2 separate regions of the Rattus norvegicus genome follow, and region 1 is linked to region 2. A link is a contact called in public Hi-C data. All regions are on one chromosome and are shown on one strand. The core of a region is the stretch at or near the end of the contact, and the rest is flanking DNA. Distances in the headings are between cores, read along the strand shown.

The links. Hi-C and Micro-C count contacts between places; a contact is called where the count stands out from the background.
Region 1: a contact with region 2 is called in a Hi-C map of liver, with 2.3 times the contacts expected there. The contact joins the promoter of Dnmt3b here to the enhancer-like site in region 2. A contact is called at or near these places in 2 of 12 Hi-C or Micro-C datasets (kidney and liver).

The regions. Positions count from the first base shown.
Region 1 is chr3:162,589,082-162,594,304 of GRCr8, reverse strand. Dnmt3b (DNA methyltransferase 3 beta) reads right to left here and starts at 3,528. Exons shown (of 22, transcript NM_001396349.1): 1 at 3,238-3,528.
Region 2 is chr3:162,542,069-162,546,908 of GRCr8, reverse strand. No RefSeq gene overlaps it. Among named protein-coding and RNA genes, the nearest start is that of Commd7, 30 kb to the left of the region's middle. Within about 2 kb of position 2,873, at least 16 of the 93 cell types and tissues checked have an H3K27ac peak or open chromatin away from gene starts, as enhancers often do. A contact at or near this core is called in liver, where this site is marked.

The DNA.
Region 1 (5,223 bases), core at 2,279-4,778, 47 kb before region 2:
AAGTCTCCCTTGTTGATTTTATAGACCAAGGGAGGCTCAGGACATGACCTCATACCCAGAACGTCAACCCTGGCCCTGTTGCTGCTGCCTCAGCATCCTATTACCCTGCAGACACTGGGTTTTGACTTAGGGCTTTCCTCGACTAACTGCGAATGAGCTTCCTCATTCCTGAACTGATTAGCGAATCAGTTCACTAACTTAAAAAAATTCTGGACCCCATGTGACCCTTGTAGCCACTGGTGGGTTAAGGGTGCATCATACCAGCTCCCCAGCTAGAAAGGAGCCTCAGAAAACTAACTAAACACAGCAGCCAATGTGCCTGTGTCAGCCAGAGACTGACCCATCTGAATAGCAGCACTGGGCACCTATCCTTCTGCAGAGCGATCCGTCTTGAGCTGGTAGAAAAGGTTAAAGCGTAAATGTCCCCTATTAAAGGCTAGTCATGGGGTTAGGGATTTAGCTCAGTGGTAGAGCGCTTGCCTAACAAGCGCAAGGCCCTGCACTCGGTTCTCAGCTCCAAAAAAATAAAAAAATAAAGGCTAGTCACAACAATCAATGTGACTAGATATCCCAAAGCCTCCGCCCCATCACCTATGAAAAGGTCCCTGAGAGATGTGCACATGCTGGCGAACACACACACATACACGGTCACACTTTGCAAAGGACACGAGAAGCACTCAGACATGGCCTGAGGGAGATAAGTGGGGAGAGGTTAGAAACAGGCAGGCCAGACCACCCAACAGAATACCGCTGAGGCCAGGCCTGGTGATGCATGCCACTACTTGGGGGCAAAGGAATTATGTTGTGTTTGAAACACCGTATGCGACATAGAAGGCCCTATTTCTAGAGGGGGGAAAAAACCCACCAGGTCTGAGAGCACCCTGTACCAGTATAGGACCCAGGAAACTTCAGATTTAGCAAGCTAAGTTATCTCCAGAACTAGGTGTCGTTGGCATGGAACATGGTCTGGGACAAAAGAATGCCAAGGGACATCCCCCTGGTTGGAGTACTTGTCCAAATATGTCCACTGCAATCGGGTGCTTTGGCTGCAACAATGAAGGGTGACAGGCGTCTCTGGGTCAGAGGCACCACATGGCTGGAGGAAGGGCAGGCAGGGAAGCAGCCTCCTCAGCCCCACCTCCCTTCCTCCTCCCTCAGCCCCCTGCAGCTCCCAGATCCTCTTCTCCCCTCCCCCAGCCTTTGTAGGGGTAAGGGTTTGGCCTATGGCTTTAAGAAGGATGTGGCTGGCCCCAGCCCCTTTGTCTCAGCTCTTGCCACCCCAACAGGAAAGGTAAAGGACTCGGCTTAGCTTGTCAATTACACCTTTAGCAATCCTTAAACTTGGAACGGGAAGGAGAAAAAAAAGAAGTGGCCCCAAACCATAAACAACACAGCCCTTTTCCAACAGGAAACAAAGGGGCTGGTGATGGAGAAAGCCCTGCAGGTAAAGACACTTGCAGCCCAGGCTGATGTCCTTAGTTTGATCTCCAGACCCGCATGGTAGAGTGTACTGCCTGCCACATGTTTTCCTGACCTTCACAATGGTGCCCCGTGCGTGTACACATACGGAATAAAATATCATTTTTTTAAAAGGAAACAAAGACAGGCCCTTCCTGCCAACTCCCCAGTCACAGACAATGATGGTTTAGAAAGGCTTCCATAGCTGAGAATGAAACACTACCTCAGGAAGGCAGGAAAAGGAGGGGCTGGCAGAGGTGACTTTCCATTCCACTCGACACAACATACCTCAGCATTCGTGAACTGAGGCCTACTCCAGGTGCTGTACCACTTGAAGGCCACCACCTTGAAGACGTAGGGTTGAAGAGCCCACAAGCTGCCTTCATCCCTAGCCTTTGTGAACTGTTTCTATTGCAACAGGTAGCAACTGAGGCACAGGGATAGACCTGTAATGGCTTTTGCAATGAGAGGATTTGAGCACAAATCCAAGATAGCGCTCGCCTGAGAAGGGCAGCCTGCTTCTAACCATGTGCTGATAGGTAATGAGGCCAACCACACAGTAAAGACCGTGCTTGCTGGACTACCAACCCTACTACGTTTACCTTGAAGCTGGGAGGTGTAACCCAGTGATAGGTGGCTTACCCGAAATAAGCAAGTCCCTGGATTTGGTCCCAGGGCACTATGGGTGGGGGAGGGGAGACTCCCGAATCTGGAAAGGTGTATACCTGAGGTTTTCAAGGCCTGGTTCACAAGCCTCAGCAGGCCTGGTGGACAGAGGAAGGTGGATGAGTGCCACCAATCCACAAAATCCACAAGTCCGGAAGCACTCTACTGAGCCCTTAATTCATTTTAATTCATATGCCTCAGAGTGCAAAGCAGGAAAACAGGGATTCCAAGCCTCCGGGATGCAGGGGGTGGCAGGCTGGAGGCAGAGGCATGGAGAGTACAGGACTGGTGCAAGAAATGCTTCCCCTCTGCGCCGCAGTCCAACCTTGGGAACGTAGCATGTCTCCGCTTTGGTTGTACCCTCTAGCCTGGACGGACTCCACAGGTATCCCTAAGCAATCCCTGAAGTACAGACGATAGACCGCTAGGAAGTGGAGGCAGAAGGTTATCTGGTAATTAAGGACTCACTGTAGGGACTGGGTAGTGGGGCCACCACACCCCGGAAGAAGGTTAAGAATGGAAAGTGAGCCCCTAGGGCAACAGGCACGGTGAGGAACCGCCCCCAACTGGCTCCTCCCCGGCCAGGTGTGCTCGGCCAGCCCCTCCCAGCAGCCGGCTGCGCCAGAGCTCCAAGTGGCTGGGCTCCGGAGGACCCCGGGGACAACGCCCATCTCGCATCCCCACATGCCGGTACCCAGAGCACCATCCTAACCTGGAAGTCCGAGGTTCCATGTCAGAACGGATCCACTGCCACAGGGACGAGACAACTTCTCCCTCTACATCCCAGCCATTCCTCCCCGAGGAGGCTCTGGGTACGAACCGGGCTAGGTAAGGACACTGGGTCCTGGGGACAGCCTCTGCTCGGGCCCCACTCCGCTCCGAAGTACTCTCAACTCTACACTCCAGAAAAGCTGCTTCTCCTGCCTTCAACTCTTCAGAGTGGCGGAGTACAGCGGGGACTTCGCTTCCTCTGTCCCCGTCCCGCTAAGCGCCACGCGCCCCGTTCTCCCTGACCCCCGCAAAGATCCAGGAGCCTCCAGGGAACCTGTCGCCCCAGCACGCACACAGCCCCAGCCATCAGGTCCCAGTCCCCGAGGGGCGCGTGGCCCTCACCTGTCGCGAGGCTGGCTGTGGCGCGGCGCTGCGGTCGCGCCGCGGGTCGTGGCCGGCGGGCGGCGCGGGGTGCCGGGCTCGCGAATCTCCGGCGCCGATCGCCGCGCTACGTTTACTTGGGCCGCTTAACCCCCGCGCTGCCGGCCGGGAGCGCCCGTGCGCTCGCCCGCGCGCCAGTGGGCCACCCGGCTTAGTCCGGGGCGCTCAGGCGAGAGCGTCCACGCGGGCTTCGGCTGCGAGGCGAGGGGCGGCGACGAAGACGCCTTGGGCCGGGCGCGCACGGGAGTGGGTGGGGAGGGGGCGGCGCCGCTGCCCTTGTAGCCCCGGCCCGGCCCTCGCCCCGCCCCCGCCCGGGGGGCGCCCCCGCCGCAGCCACTCACCGGCCAGCGGAGCAAAGGGGACGGGCGAGGGAGATTTGAAATCCCTCCCGAGCTTCCTCGCCCCGCCTCCTCGGGAGCCGCCCCTGGGCCCCCTATGCCTGGCGGGTCACCCTCCCGGATGACCGGAGCCCAAAGATAGTGCCCAGACTTCTCCACCTGAGACACCCTCCCTTGTCCCCCAACCTAGATCAGATGCACACACGCACATGCAAGCACACACTCGCAGGTCTGGATGAGCGGCCCAGAGAGGGAAGAGCTCCTGCTGGAGTCACACCGCATCAGCTTTTCGACCACCCCTCTGCTGCAAGGCTGGCCAGGGCGCTGTGATGGCCCTGCAGGTCACCCGCTTGGAACCCCGTACTGCTTCCTGCTTTCACCCAGCTTGGCCTTTGTCAGCCATCTTGAGGGGAAAGAAGGCCTTGGAGGAAGAAAAAGCATACATGTTCCCCCAACTACCTGGGTTCCCGGTCCCAGCTGAGGAGGAGCCCTACTCTGCAGCTTAGGGCTGCCTCCGCCATAAGGCCCACGCTGAACCACTGGCGAAACACAAATATTTATGATAGGCACCTGGCGTTTATGTTTGTTTCTTGCTTGCTTGCTTGTCTGTCTCCATACATTAGATGGCGAACACCAAAGTAGATACTAAATAAATATATGTTAAAAGAATAAACAAATGGAATGATTGCTAACCACCAGGCCAACCACATGCAGGCTCAGCTTTCACAAATGGTTTATTTTGTTGTCTCCCTGACTTCACTCCAACCTCTTTTCCCCGCTTTGCTGTTCCTCCTACACACCAGGCATTCATTGTCCTTCTGAGAAAAGCTTCGGACTCGTTTCTCCTCTCAGACTTTGTTTCCCCAGATCTGTCACAGGAAGAAGCTTTCTTGTTACTACACAGAATAGTCTTCGAATCCTTCTAGCTCGTCGTGTTCCTATAACACTGAAACCCTTCTGAGATTGTGTTGAAGTCTTGTCTGCATCCCCTTGTGGGCAGAGGTGGCTTCCAGCTTCAGTCTAGCTCTCTCTCTCTCTCTCTCTCTCTCTCTCTCTCTCTTTCTCTCTCTCTCTCTAGGGGGCTAGCAGCCGAAAGGAACTAACTCAAGTTAGTCGAATGAATCCCCTCAGGTTCCCTGTCTCTGGGGCTCTAACGAGTGTTAAACACGGCTTTCCTCCTGCACCTCTTCCTGGTTAGTGAATAAATGAGCAAATGGTGACTGTTTTGCTTTGGGAACTAAAAGCTTCAACACTTTCTGGGCCCTTTTCCACTTAAAAAAGAGTAGACTTTCCAAAAGACAAAAGGAAAGAAAGCCCAGCCCAGCCTGTACATGGCCCCCTGGAGAGGAGGGACAGCAGGGACATCTTGACTTTCAGGGCTCTAAAAGGTGTCCGGAAGTTGACACAGAAAGAGGATGCCTTAAAAGAGTCTGGATGAGCAGGTGGTCTTGGTCTATCACTTGAGAAGGACAATAACTATCAAGAGAATCAAGGCAGGGTGGGTCCTACCTGGAATCCCAGCACTTGGAGGTGAAGGAATTTAAGTTCAATCTCAGCTACACAGCAAGCTCCAGACCAGACTGGGCTGTGGCTATGTGAGACCCTGTCT
Region 2 (4,840 bases), core at 1,624-4,123:
AGGAAAAAGGGTCTGGAGGAGCTAGAGACAAGGGCTCGGGCCCTGACCTGAGGCTGTGCGGCCAAGGACAGGGCCCTGCGAAGGTGTCATTTTTTATGAATGATTTCCTGACAGGACTGACTCAGACTCAGCCAGAGCTGCAAGGGCTGGGGAACAGGCCTCTTTTCCGGAGCCTAATCAGCCCCGGGCAGCTGGCTCCAGAGACCAAAAGGCCTGTGCAGCACAGAGCTGTGCGGTCGGTCGGGGACACTGGTGGTCTTTGGCGGTTTTTCTACTCCCAGCTTTTCTTAGCTTATGGTGACAGTGGGGGAGGAGCAGACCCACTGGGCTTCTCCTCCTCCCCTGTCTCCAGGCTCCCTCCTTAGGAGGCCTGCTGTCAGCAGCTTTCAGCACCACTGCCTGCCTGGAGTCTTTTGTGCCTCCAGCAGAGGTGTCCCGGGACACACTCTTGCTTCACATTGACCTCTGCAGCCAGGCCTAGAAGCAGAACGCAGGGTGGGATTAGGGTGGGGGTAGAGCTCCTGGGAAAGCAGGAAGGAGAGACAGGGAAGGATTCTGCCTTCTCTACCTACATGCCAGCCCCCAGCTCCCTCCCCAGATTATTCTGTCACTGAATCTAGTAATAGTCCTTAGGTTCAGGGAAATCATTCCTGGGAGAAGCCCTGTGCTTTTGGCTGCAGTGGGAAGGTTTTCAGGCCCATCTCAAAGTCTGGACGGAGCGGATCATGGTGGCTCACACCTGTCATCTCAGCATGCAAGAAATAGAGGCAGGAGGGGCACTTAGTGAGTTCCAGGCTATCCAGAGTTATAGAAGCTATAGTGTGAGAGCCTAGCTCAAAAAACAAAAAAACAAACAAACAAACAAACAAACAAACAAAAAACAAAAAGCAAGCTGGTATAGTACTGTGCCTCAATCTGAGCACCTGGGAGACAGAGGGAGGTGGATCTCTGAGCTTGGGGTTAGCCTGGTCTACCCAGAGAGCTCCGAACTAGTCAAAGTAACAAAGTGAACCTGTCTCAAAAACAACAACAACAAAAACAAAACCAAACAAAAACCAACCAACCAACCAACCAAAAACTAAAATAAAAAGAAGCTAGCCATGGTTCATGAGTCCATCATCCCACCACTTGGAAGGAGAGAAGGCAGGGTGCAGGGAAATGAGGGACTCAAGCAAGACTAGCCTCAGCTACAATGAATTTGAGGCCAGCCTGGGTTCCATAAGGCCCTGTCTCAAGTAAAGAGAAACAGAGACAGAGAGAGAGGCAGCTAAGGAGAGTCAGGGCTCCAGAGGTCCCTACTAGTGTAAGGGGCCATTCCTTCCGCACGAGTTCACGAAGCTTTGAGAAAATTGGCCACCTATGTCACTCAGAAGAGTCTGGCCTGCAGGGCACCTTCCTCGGTGCCCTTTATTCACTGCGGGCCTCACTGGGCTCAGTAAAGGGTACTGAGATGAGCCCAGGAGGCCCAGCCCCTGCTTAGCTTTGCCACTACCCCCTGCACAGGCCTCAGAGAACAGAGACAGAGGCCTTGGGGGCTCCTGAGGCAGTGATGCCCATGAGCTCCGAGACTCATTATGACAGGGATCAAGAGGCTCCAGGCCCCTCTAGAGGTCAACTGTGATGATGGATTCTGGGAAGTTACTTGCATGCTCTGTGCAGAGTACAGTGGGGGGGGGGGGGTGTGACTGCAAGACCTGGAGTTCTGAGGAGCCTCTGGCACAGGCCTCCTGCCACCGCCTTGTCAGTAGGCCAAGCTCTGGAATTCTGTGCCAAGTCTCTGGAAAGAGCCCTGTCCTGCCAGCCAAGGGACAGGAAAACAAGATTAAAGGTTCCAGGAGCGGCAGCGGTGACACGTGCCTGTAATCCTGGCCCTTGGGAGGTGTAGAGAAGAGGAGTGGGAATTCAAGGCCAGCTTCGCAAACCTGAGGCCAATTTGGGCAACAGGCAATAAATAGATGGTAGATAGATAGATAGATAGATAGATAGATAGATAGATAGATAGACAGACAGACAGACAGACAGACAGACAGATAGATATAGCTAGACCTAAAAAAAATACACAGGCCTGGAAGCTGGCCCCGGCCTTCCCTAGGGGACTGCCTCTGAATCACTGTGCTGGTTCCTCCTCCCTCCAGCCCTACTTATACTGTCCAGGAGCCAGGCAGGTGAGGATAAACCTACTCTGGAGGAGGGAATCTGGGGCAGCACATATTTCTGTTGGGGCTCACAGTCAGCTGCCCTTCTGGGCAGCCAGCATGGTTGGGGGTGGCAGCTGATGTCACTGCATTTTACCCTGTTCAGCTTCCTTTGCATCATGATGGATGTGGAGCTCCCCCCACCCCCATGGAGGGAAACCATCTCGTCGTTTCGCCCATAGCGCTCTGGTGGAGACTTCTGTCCCTGTACTTAATTCTTCAACATACCTGTCTCCCTCACTAGACATTCCATTTCCTGGAGTTCTGGCTGATCGAAACCCACAATTACAACCATTTCTTGTGAAAAGAACTGATCTTCCCCGGGGAGGGAGAGGAGGAAGTGAGGTCCCTCTCCCTACCCTCCTCTGTGCCCCTATTTTCATGGCATTAGTGACTGAACCCAAGGTTGCTCTCTGTTCCCTTTTGCCTCAGGTTCATCCTGGGCAGAGTCTGGTGCTGTGGTCACTTCAGAAGCCCTGGACATCAGAGGAGGCAGGGATATCACCAGCACATGGGGACGAGTGGCAGCTCCAGCCTGTACACTTCCTCTTCTGCTCACACCTGCCACTTCCTGGCCATGTGGTTTCTGCCTTCTGTGCAAGCTGATAAACCAAGCCTGCAGGCCCAGCACCATTCCCCCACGCCTCCCCTGGCTGGGCCCGGTCCCTACCCCTGGGCGGTGCTTGGCATGTTGCTGGATACAGGCGTATGGCACTGTCAGGTAGACTGGTAAGCTGGCAAGTAACAGCCTCTGGGTTGCCAACGACATTTGACACACTGCCCTACAAGCTTGCATCTTGGAAGGCTGAGCTGAGCTGGCTCTATAGCTAGACTGATACAAAATGCTACTGTGGGGAGGTCCTGAGGGCCTGGGCTCAAGGCTCTTTGGAAGCCTGCAGTGCTCTCAGTACTGCCTAGGCCTGTGTTTACAGAAGGTGGCTTTCAGCATGGAGCAGTGAGGACCAGAAGTAGCATGTTTGTAGGAGACACAGGTGCTGCTGGCTTCATCAGTATTTGGAGCTTTGGAGCACTGTGCCCTGCTTGAGAGACACTCGGAGCCAATTTATCGGACGCCTGTTAGACGACTGACTTATTAGTGACACCTGGTGCTCACAGGGCCTCCCAGGTGTCAGCCCCGGCCCAGGGTGTGCACCAGACTTACAGACCCCAGGAATAAAGATCACAGAGACAAAGGGCCAGATGCCTGGCCTGAGTGACAAGAAAGCAGGCTCTGCCTACTGCAGGGTCATCTCCTAGCCTGGTTCTGTGCCTCGGTTTCTCTGTTAGAAAGTATTGATGTCCAGCCCTGCTGTGGCCGTTGTCTGGTGTCTGGTCCTCCTCTCTGTGGCTTCAGTACTTCAGCTCTGCTCTGACCTTCTGAGCGCCTCCGGTCTCCGGGCAAACTCCTCCTCACTGTCATGGCTCAGCTCCATGTCCCTTTCTCTAAGAGGCCTTCCCTGGCCGCTCGTCTGTCTCACCTCAGGCCCCACTCTGACCTAGGGTATTGCCCCTTTTATCAGCTTCCCCCAGCACAGAGCTCGGTGTCTTGGTTTAGAGCCAGGCCCTCAGGTAACCCAGGCTGGCTTTGGAACAATAGCCACATATGACCTTGAACAGCTAGGATCCTCCAACACTGAGATTATAGGCATGTGTCATTCTAGCTTTGCTTTTTTGGTCATTGTTTTTGCTTCTGTTTGCTTGCTTGTTGTCTTTTGAGACAGGGTTTCTCTGTGTAGCCCTGGCTGTCCAGGAACTCAGTAGACCAGGCTGGCCTTGAACTCAGAGATCCACCTGCCTGCGTCTTGCAAGTGCTGGGAGTAAAGGCGTGCGCCACCATCGCCTGCTTAAATTTGCTTTATGAGTCAGTGTCTCATTCCACAGCTCAGCGTACTCTGAAATTCATTCCGTAGCCCAGGCTGACCCCAAAGTCGCAGCAATCCTCTTGCTTCAGCTTCTCTAGTACCGAGATGAGTCCCCATGCCTGACTTGAATAATATTTGTTGAATGAGTGGCTGAGTAGACATCCTGAGGGTCTCTTCTGTCCCTTAGCTTCGACTCAGTGCCCCACCCACTGTGGGCATAACTCATTCCTACATCAGTAAGACAGGGTCTTGCTATGTAACTTTGGTCAGTCCGGAACTTGTTACCTGCTAGAGCCTCAAGCTTATAGAGCTCTGTCTGCCTCTGCCTTCTGAGTTTCTGAGTGCTGGGGTTAAAGTGTGCACCACCATGCCCTGCTTTCCCCTGGACTTTGGAAGGGTAGCAGACAGTAGGGAACATACTGCATCTAGTTTATAACAAGGATGGCTTTCTGAAGCCTTATCACGGTGTCCTTGCTGCCCTAGCTCACTGCTGCCCCCCGATGGCTGCATATGTAAGGATTAACCGTGAGTGAACTCTGGCACGTATGTAGAAAGAAGTAAGGCCTTCGAGGAGAGCCCTGGACCTGAGGTAGGCAGACGACACAGAGACGCCCCTAGAAAAATACCTAGTTTGGCCTGAGAAGACGAACCTGCAAAGTGCTTGCCACACAAGAACAAAGGCCCAAGGCTGCATCCCCAGCACCCACGTCCTGCTGGGAACGCAACCCCAAGGGAGTACCCGGAGCTCCACAGGCAGCTTGTCTTGCTGAATCAGTCAGCTCC